Regions from separate parts of the Mus musculus genome. Here all the other regions are linked to region 3. Evidence: chromatin contacts called from public Hi-C and HiChIP or PLAC-seq data. All regions are on one chromosome and are shown on one strand. The core of a region is the stretch at or near the end of the contact, and the rest is flanking DNA. Distances in the headings are between cores, read along the strand shown.

Evidence for each region. A called contact is a pair of places that touch in the nucleus more often than the background predicts. HiChIP or PLAC-seq counts read pairs in DNA pulled down with a chosen protein or histone mark.
Region 1: an H3K4me3 HiChIP or PLAC-seq map of pro-B cells shows a contact between it and region 3, with 4 times the contacts expected there. The contact joins the enhancer-like site here to the promoter of Ift57 in region 3. A contact is called at or near these places in 5 of 39 promoter capture datasets (frontonasal cranial neural crest, hematopoietic stem and progenitor cells, hippocampal neurons and 2 more), 3 of 115 datasets of contacts at active chromatin or transcription factors (CD8 T cells, memory CD8 T cells and pro-B cells) and 2 of 9 other capture datasets (embryonic stem cells and liver).
Region 2: a Hi-C map of cerebellum shows a contact between it and region 3, with 1.8 times the contacts expected there. The contact joins the enhancer-like site here to the promoter of Ift57 in region 3. A contact is called at or near these places in 4 of 39 promoter capture datasets (the 3T3-L1 cell line, cranial neural crest, liver and 1 more), 3 of 484 Hi-C or Micro-C datasets (Sertoli cells, cerebellum and nephron progenitors), 2 of 115 datasets of contacts at active chromatin or transcription factors (astrocytes and embryonic stem cells) and 1 of 9 other capture datasets (liver).

The regions. Positions count from the first base shown.
Region 1 is chr16:50,067,557-50,070,805 of GRCm38.p6, forward strand. All of the region lies in intron 1 of Gm4827 (predicted gene 4827), which reads right to left. Among named protein-coding and RNA genes, the nearest start is that of Gm4827, 3.7 kb to the right of the region's middle. Within about 2 kb of position 1,730, at least 29 of the 459 cell types and tissues checked have an H3K27ac peak or open chromatin away from gene starts, as enhancers often do. A contact at or near this core is called in pro-B cells, where this site is marked.
Region 2 is chr16:50,008,597-50,012,055 of GRCm38.p6, forward strand. No RefSeq gene overlaps it. Among named protein-coding and RNA genes, the nearest start is that of Gm6936, 30 kb to the left of the region's middle. Within about 2 kb of position 1,990, at least 72 of the 459 cell types and tissues checked have an H3K27ac peak or open chromatin away from gene starts, as enhancers often do. A contact at or near this core is called in Sertoli cells and cerebellum, where this site is marked.
Region 3 is chr16:49,697,746-49,700,743 of GRCm38.p6, forward strand. Ift57 (intraflagellar transport 57) reads left to right here and starts at 1,549. Exons shown (of 11, transcript NM_028680.3): 1 at 1,549-1,804. The coding sequence starts at 1,593.

The DNA.
Region 1 (3,249 bases), core at 480-2,979, 370 kb after region 3:
GATAGCTCAGGGTTATAGATAGGAAAGGAGAGAGAGAGAAAAAAAAAAGGAAAGGAGACACTTAACAGCACAGAGGGTAGGCAGCTGTCCAGCTCTTGTGTTGTTTAAGGCTTATTGTAAATATAAAGTCTGTGAGTATGTTCTTTATTCAAGAGCTCAGTAACCAAAGGCAGGGTAGAAACTCCTGGCCAAGATTTAAATATTTACTATAACAGTAGACTAGTACTCCCTCAGCTGAGCTACACCCTCTGGCCTCTGTATGTATTCCAGAGTCCAATTCAATGATAATGGAGCTAAGAAAAAAAGGAGGTAGTTTATAGGGCTAGTGTGAAATACATATAAAATGAAATTATTAAGCACAGCAGTTTATTCATACAGGTTTTTCAGAGATCTGCTTAGAAGTAACTGAAAGATCTCTTCTCCTTTTCTTTTTAAAAGATTACAAGGGGAGGAGGAAGGATGGAATAAGGGGTTTGCAGAGGGGAAACCAGGAAGGGGGATAACATTTGAAATGTAAATAAATAAAATAACCAATAAAAAGGCAGACAAAAGTCTTTACCAATGCTACTGGCAACCTCCAGGACCTGATGGTGAAACCCTATTGCTGTAGACACCACATACATAGTATAGAACATGGAGAAATCAACCTGGTATTCACCTCGATGCTTCATTCCTATTGGATGCTAGAAGGTCCTCTACAGGCAGCTGGATGAGGAAGGTAACCATCAGTCTCACCTCTCTGTGAATCGTGTGAACCACAATAATAACAGCCTGACAGGACATGCCCACTGATGCACTAGTGGCATGACGTCATGGGAAACCAACCACTTTCTCCTCGGATGTAAGTCCCACTCCACAAGATGAAACCTATAAGTGGTGCCATTACTGTTCCAAGTGCCTTTAGCTAGATGGGTCACTGGCCTAGGGGAGAACTTACTACTAATATACTCCTAAATAGATATAGTATTAATCCAACTTCTAAAGACTTCTAATACCTATAGATACTTGTAAAGTATTTAAACTTTTTAAAGACTCTGGGACTCTCAAAGTTGTACTGTATTTTATATCATGATATTAATATGAGATCTTGGAGATAAATAAAGGAAAGGTGTTGTGTTTATGTATCAAGCTGCCAAGGTGTGAAGTCTCCTAGCTTCAGCTGTTAAAAAAAGAAAAGTCACAAGGCATAACGGAGAGATACAGATTTTGTCCTCAGTCGTGAATTTGAACAGACTCCATCTTCTTACTGTAAGTGTGGCTAGGCATTTGGGCGTCTCCTGAGCTACACTCTCATTTGAGGTGGATTGAAATCATAAAGCTGTACCATTCCTGTAAGGAAGTGACATCAAATCACTAGCAATGGATCACAGTCAGCCAAGGTCCTGTAGATGCCTTGTATTCCTGTGGATAAGAGCAACTGAAGGTCTAAGCTGTGAGGAAGAGAAGCAGAGAGAAAGGGAGCAATGTTGATCGGGAAAAAGAGAGCACATGAAAAGCAAAGTTGCATTCATTCTCACTTTTCATCAAGGCCCCAACTTTCATGAACAGGCATCAACCATTGAAAAAAGGAGCAAAGTCACAGGGCATACACTAGGAGAAAAGGAAACTTGCAGAGCATAGATCAGGAAGAAAGGGGGCGGGGCGCTGTCCAACAGCTACAGCACAGCAGAATGGCTAACAGGACATGCTATCAGCACAAAGGCATGGAAGCAGGAAGTTGTTGGGGGAGGGGCACTTGTGGCTTCAAGGTTTTTCAGCTAGTAATATTTACATGTTTGCCTGATTATAGACGGAGTACAGGATCACATCAGAAATTTAAAACCCACAGAAAGACAGAACTCTCAGATGAAAGTAATTTGTAGCACGGAAGTTTATTCTCTGTTATTGGGGTTAGCCCTGGTGGTGTTGCACATATATATTTGTCTTTCTTGTAGCATTTGGGTTTATTTTATAAACACAGCATGCCTACTATTTCATGTAGCACCACTCTCCCGCTTACCCTTCAGGTGTTTCCTCTTTTACAAGGTTAAAATTTTCAGCATAAAAACAATAAAGAATCTAGAATAGTCCCAAGGACCCATAACCTAGATTCAACAGAGCTCAAACCACAGCCAACTTTTATCTATACACTGTCTACTTCTCTCATGAAACTCCTAATGTTAGCTTGAAGCAAAACCCAGATCGCAAAGGAACAATGTACAAATATGTGCACGTGAATGTCTCCACAGCCTGGTAGTTCCAGAAACATTGTTGAAGTGATATTGTCATTTCTGAAAAAATATTAACACTTTGATATCATCAAATGTGCGTTTATTATTTACTTTTTCCTAGTTGTCAATATATTTTTACTATCCGAATGACCATCAGACTTCTGGTATGTGAGAAAAACAAAACAAACAAACAAAACAAACAAAAACCCTAGGCTTACACTGGAGATATTGAAGAAACTCATGATGTATTTTATTCAAAACACAAATGAAAAATACTTTAGGTATATTTACTCAAAAAGCCTAGAAACAAGGTCTAGCCTAAATAACAAAGAATAGCTCTCATGCCTCATTCTGGACTCTGTTATCATTTCCCACTAAGGGAAGTAAGGAATTTTTAGGGGGTTGCCAAATTCGAAATCATGGAATGATCAAGAAATGAACAAGATAGACGTGGAACATTTTAAACTAAAGGCAAAAAAAGGCCAGGGTCACCTCCAAAGGATCCAGGACCTTAAGGAATCACTCTATGGCCAAAGGTGTGGCCACTGTAACACCAGAAAGGATGACTACATTGGAGTTACCAAGGTCTATCAAATAAGTGTAAGCTCATGAGCTCCAGGCAGCAGACACAAACACTTCAAAGCAATTGTGGCTCACTTCAAAGAAACAAAACTAGTATCTTAATAACACAATTAAGGGGGAAAGTATTAATCACTCATCTTGGTTTTCCTTCTAAAATTATACCCTAAACAAATGGCTAGTAAAATTATTTTTATTTAATATCCTAGTTTGAGAAAGTGGAAAGATGTTAAGATTTCAGCCTTTTTAAAAAAATGACTGTAACCTCATCAAAGAATAAATAAGAACAAAGAAAACCAACCACTCACCATCATTTTGCTTATTTCCTCTCTAGGTTTGAGGCACTTTCCTGGCAGAGCCCTCTGACACTGAAACTTGGCCATGAGGTAGCTCTGAATGACAGAATATGAGCACACCTGACATAGGCTACTTCCAGTGGAGATCTTTAAGCATGTCAGAG
Region 2 (3,459 bases), core at 740-3,239, 310 kb after region 3:
TTATATTTAAATCCACATTCAAACATATCCACAAAGCCATTTCTCTCCAAATCAATATATCAACATCTTCGATAATTCCTCTAGCAGACTACTATTTCCAGGTGGGTGCCTTATTTCTATAATACTTTTTTCAACCTCTGCTACTGTTGAGCTACAAGCTGGCTGTCTCAGGACCTCTAGGAGTTGAGCCTGAACCAAATTTCAAGCAATTGGGCACCCTAACAAAAGTGGTGCTGTTTTCTATCTTAACACTGTATTGTTATGGAGTTGTGTGGGTTTTTTTTTTTTCTGCATCTTTTTAAAAGTGGGAAGACTCAGGAATTATTCTTTGTTCAATAATAAAGGCTTAGGAATATATCTGTTTCTGTGGTCAGTGCCTACTGCAATCTGCATTGGAAAAATCGGGCTGTGCATGCTCTGTGGGGTTCTGAACCCTACTTATTGTCAGTTTCTCACCAAGTCACATTTTTCATTGATTCTTATTTTTTTTAACACATTCTCCACTGCCGCCAAGTTATTAACTAATTTTTTTTATAACTTAGAATGAAAAGGGGGGGGGGAGACCCAAATAAGCAAACAGACAAACAAGACTGAAGCTCCAAAAGCCTTCTGTACCTAATCCGAAGCCAGTAGGCTAAGACGATGCCTCTGGCATGGTCTCAGCTGGCAGATCTGGCATGTTGGTGAAACTTGGATTTTTCAAGATTCTGTAGATTTTTGAGAGAGGGACCCACCTTGGAAATGACCCCTGAACTCACCAGGTAAGTCAGACTAGCCTCAAACTTGCAATCCTTCTACCTCAGTCACCTGACCTCTTGGATTTACAGGCATGTGTCATTATAGCAGGCTCTAGTGGAAACGTTTTAATTCAAGATCTTAAGGAATCTAAGGTGAACTTTCTCTTGTCTTTAAGATGCCAGCAAATACCAATTACGAGCGAGATTTAATTTCCCTTTGGGTGTATGACACAACAATTATCTCTGTGAGTTTGAAAAAAAAAATCCTAACCCAGAACTCTCTGGGTTCATACCAGATAAAGCCCTCAGGAAAAGTTGCCATGGCTGGCATCATGCCCTGACATTCATGCATGATTCAGCACCTCTAGACGACGATTTGGGGCAATCTGTTTTTCCACCCAAGCCAGACTCTTATCTTGCTAGAAGCTGCGGGGATCAGAATCCCAGCTCTCACAGATGGCTGCTTCCTGTGCCACCCATCACCTAGAGACATCCAGAGGCTGCTGCTGCTGGTGCTTCTCAGCCTTCCAGGGGCGTTGGAGGATGGGACGGATCCGGGTGATTGATGCCTGCTTTCTTGCTGATAGAGCCTCTGTTTATAGGTGGGATTAGACTGAGAATTCCTGGGTCAACCACCCACAGATTGTATCAAAAAATAATCAATCCCGTTTGACTGTCTTAACATTTTGGCTATTTTAGTTGTTAAGGCAACCAGATCTGATGAAGTGTTCACTCATCAATTTGATGTTCTGCAATTGTCTGTCATGATTCTGGAGTTGCGGGGATGGGACTGGGGGGAGGTAAAAAAATCAACTGTCAAAATAGTCAATCCAAAACAGTCAATTCTGTCACGAATTTCTCCCTGACACCAGAGATCAACGCTTCTTCCTCCCACGACTTCTTTTTTTCCACCTCCTCCCTTTGGATGCATCCCTCCCACAAGCAGCTTCTCTGCGGTCCTGATGTTGGTAAGCAGGGCAGAGCTGAGGTATTTTAGGTTTGCCATGGCTTACATTTTCCTAAAAGGGTTCCCCTTCCTTTGCTTTGATGCTGATTTTGTTTTTACTAGTGAGCAGCCCTAAAAACATGGGTATATTGTAGATACAAAATATGTTTCTATTAAAGGGGGAATTCAAAAAGACATGTCCTTCATTTTTCTCTTTCAAGATGCATTTTGCTTTCAGGGTGCATGGTTCCAAAGCCAGGGAGAAGCGGCTGGCTTACACAATCCCTTCCTGTCCCTGAGCCTGCTCCAACATCCTTGGAACAGAAGGGCTCTGAATCTGGCCTTGGTGTGAGATGTGGCTGGCTTTCCAAGTTGAGAAATGCGTTCGTAATTACTTTTTATTGCTCTCTCCATTGACTTTGCAGACTCACCAGAACTGGATTGTATTCTACCACACAGTGACCCCCCATCTCAGCCTGACTGCTAATTTAACCCTGGCTTTCTTTCTCCAGAAACATTTGACCTTGTGCAAGAATTTGGCATGGTCTGCTCTCCTCCCACGTCCCAGTAAGAGCAGCATTGGTCTGAGATCATTAGCATGAGTAGGCAGCACTGCAGACTGCCGCCCGCCAGCATAGGGCTCCAGCTGGTACAACAGTACCCCCTTTTCTGGGCAAAAGGGCAGTGGCCACTGTTTGCCAGGAGACCTTGTCCAACATTTTGCTTCAAGATGGTGCTGCCAGCAATGTAGACTGAGCCAATTTGCTCCTTCCTTTGATAAAATGTATAGAAAAAAAATGTAGACTCAGTGAATCATCCTTGGTTTATATACCGAAGCCTGTATTTCAAACACTTCTGCTGATTTTTTTTCCCCAATGAAGAAGGATACACTGTGTTAATTAAGAATCTGGAAAGGGTCACTAGGAAACTAGGAGTTCCTTAACCCACTTAAGAGAACAATCTTTGCAATCATTTAAGACGCCCATGTCTTCCTTCCGTTCATAAGCTGATTACATGCCACTTTTATCTCCCCATTAATTAAGCAGCCAAGGACAAATACTGGATAAGATTTCATAAGGGAAATATTGTCATACAAGTTCTTAAAAATAGTACTTCTTCAGGTCTTCAGGAAGGAATTCATAGTTTCGTGTTTTCTTTCACTCAGCTCCCTGAATGATTCAGGTTTCACATAAGCCTGGGAATATACATACCTAGAGCTTATAAGCTATGTCTTCATAAAATGCATTTGTTGACAGGGATTTGGTACAGACCTAGAAATGCATTAGGTTGAGATGGTAACATAAACAGTGGCCAGAAACCTCAACTCTAGGCATATACAGTACATTCAATGCAACTCAGTACACAAAAGGAGATATATATATGTATACATATGTGTATATATATGTAGATAGATAGATAGATAGATAGATAGATAGATAGATAGATAGATAGATAGATACATAGATAGATACATAGATAGATACATAGATAGATACATAGATAGATACATAGATAGATACATAGATAATCCTTTCCATTACTCTCTTTATTGGGAAAGGGAGAGAAAACATTTATATGGGTAGCAACTGTATAAGCTAAAGGTCTAAGGCCTTCACTTGAGTTACTTTGTGGTCAGAGTGACAATGCACCAACAAGAAGTCCCTTAAGAAAGGAGGGGTTTGCTGAGGTTCATCGTTTCAGTGAGATTTAGAACCATTTTTGTCAGACTGCATAGCAGTGAGCTCCACTGCCCATGGCAGCCCGAGCATGCAGCAG
Region 3 (2,998 bases), core at 299-2,798:
TGGCCTAGTTGGCCATCAGTGGAAAGAGAGGCCCTTTGGACTTGCAAACTTTATCTGCCTCAGTACAGGGGAATGTCAGGGCCAAAAAGTGGGAATGGGTGGGTGGGGGAGTGGGCGGGGGACTTTTAGGATAGCATTGGAAATGTAAATGAAATAAATACCTAATTAAAACAAAAGAAATTTAAAAAAAGTTTACAGAAAAGCTGTCTGTCTCAAAGTAGTAGTTGAGGACTGATATAGAAGGTTGTCCTCTGACCTCCACCTGTGAGGCGTGCAATTACCCAGTTATCCTTGGATTTCTCATCTCCATTTTATTTTCTACATAAATCAGTAGTTTTATGTGTGTCTTTTATTTGATGAATAGCAATGTTTTTCATTTGGATACCTTTATTAGCATTAGAAACAAGGCTGATTAGAAAGAAAAACTCTTCCTTTTATCACAAGGATTTTTACAAATATGATTCAGATTTTAATTATGTCAAAAATATGATCCTGCTACATTATTTAGGGTGTGATATAAGCTGTTGATGACCCCTTAACAGGCACAGGGTTAATCAGACAAATGTTACACCTCTTGCTTCTGAGTTATCTTAAGAAGTAGCTAGGCAACTTCTCTTCGCTTCACTTCTTATCTTTAACTACAAGAAAGATTGCCTGATGCAGTACTTTATTGTAAGGATAAGTCACATCCCTGGTCAGTTATGTCTCCATGTGTTTTCTAGGTCAATACGTGCTGACATAATAGCAGAAATGTTCTTATCTAAATGTAAGTGCTACAATGCAGCACTTCCTTTCCAGATACTATATTTTGTGGGATTTCATTAGTACTCAAGAATTTAAATCTGCATGGGCTCGGAACAGATTGAGGCCAATGTGTGTGTGGTATAAATCTTTTCCCAAGCTGCCCTCTTCCAAGCAACCGCTTTCCTAATGGAGTGAGATAAGATCATTGTAAGACTTTAAGTCTTATTTAGAATATACTCGTAAGTCTAGCACTATCTAATAAGCAATTAAGTTAAGAAATAGACTAGCAGTCTTGCGGGTGGAATTTCTGAGGTAATGTGAACCTAAGGACAGCGAGTTTCACCACAACTTCCCACTTTGAGAAAATAAAACAAGAATCACTGAGCAAGCATAACCTCCAACACTCTGTTCTGCTTCGTTTCAGTCCTTTGAATTGCTACCTCGATGACCAGATGTCTGTTCATTCAGCAGCCCTGAGCAGAATACCAGATCCTGTGCTCCTCTTGGCTGTACTCAGCATGCAGCGCTAAATAGCTGGGGACCCTACGCCTTTAAGGCGCGCGGGAGAGGCGGAAGAGGTGGGGGACGATGCGCCACGCCCATAGGGCGGAGCTACCCCCTAGGCCAGGGACCAGCATGGCGTGACGTCACGTAAGAATCCAGCTTTGATTGGTGAAAATTTAGAGAGGCCGGCTGGGAGCGAAGGAGGCGGGTCTGGTTGCCGTGGTGACCGGCTGCCCTGCGGTTGCCTGGTAACGGTGGGGACTGTGCGGTCTGTGGGGTGCGGGCGGCGAAGGCTGCAGAGATCCTGGCCGGAGCCCAGCCGGGCGCTGGGGGTCTGAGCAGGGATGGCCGCCGCGGCCGCGGTGATCCCGCCGTCGGGCTTGGACGATGGGGTGTCTCGGGCTCGCGGGGAAGGCGCAGGGGAGGCTGTGGTGGAGCGCGGGCCAGGAGCGGCCTACCACATGTTCGTGGTGATGGAAGACTTAGTGGAGAAGCTGAAGCTGCTCCGCTACGAGGAGGAGCTACTCCGAAAGAGCAATCTGAAGCCCCCGTCCAGGTGCGTGCCTTGCCCCCAGCGCCGGGTGCTGGCTGGACCCCAGGGGGACGCTCCCCCTTAGGTGAGGCGAAGACCCCGCGCGGGGGTCCTTACATCCCTTCCTCTGGCTTCTGTGCTCAGGAAGGAAACTTCCGCACTGTGGAAGGTGTAGTTTTTCAGACTTGATCATTTTGTGGAGAAAGTAAACAAGTTTTGTAATGGCAGGGAGGACTGGGGAAGACAGTCTGCCCATTTTTCAAAACAGTCACGCACCGTCTACCAAACACAAATCTTGTTTTAAATATAATAAAATACCCAAAGTAGAAAGGGTAGAAAAACCTATCTCTAGCGATGAGCGCCCTTATCATTTAGATCTCTTTCTAGTTTATGTTTTCCTTTGCTAGACTTTGTAAACTAACAACTGTGAATACTTAGGACATTTCTGAGCAGCACTTGTTATGTAGTAAGTAAACTTGTGGGCTAATTACTATGGTTCAAACGACTTAGTGCTTTTGCAACAATACTCTTAGAAAATGGGAAGTGGAGAAGGCAAATGAAATAAGTGTTTGGAATGGCCCTCAATATAGGACCTAAAGTTCCCGCTTGCGGTAGTGGGGAAAGTTTGGAATATCCCCAAGGCAGAGCCTATAGTTGTCAAGAGTGATAGACAAAAGTCCCTCCTGTAATCATGGTAGCTTAGTGATAACTGTGTTCTATTGCTTTTTTTTCCCTCTAAATCCCGTGTTTGTTTTATTCTGTAAGAAGAAATTAAAGAGTTATTTATCGTACTTTCTTTTCCATCAATGGGACACATATCATTTCTCTTGGCAGTTTTAAGCTCTTACCCTCTTCCAGACAGGTCTGGAAGAATTCTTGTATAAAATCTGCCCACAATGCCAAGTTAGTCTGTAAAAGGAGAAAAATTAGAGAAGAAAGATCATCTTGATCCTGATCCATAATAGAAGTTTCTAGATTGGGATTATTATTTAAAATAAATTGGTCATAGTAATATAGATGGCCAACATTTTTGGTGGGGATAAAAGTGTTAAGTTTTTCAAATTTATCTGTCAAACAAAGGGAAAGTGGACTTACTATTAATAGTAATATTATTAACGAGCTCTTATTAATGCCTTGCTGTACTGAAACTCAAAGCTTGAGCAAGACACTTTGTACCACGGATTTGTGTGGAGATATTCTAGCCAGTAGGTCAAGGTG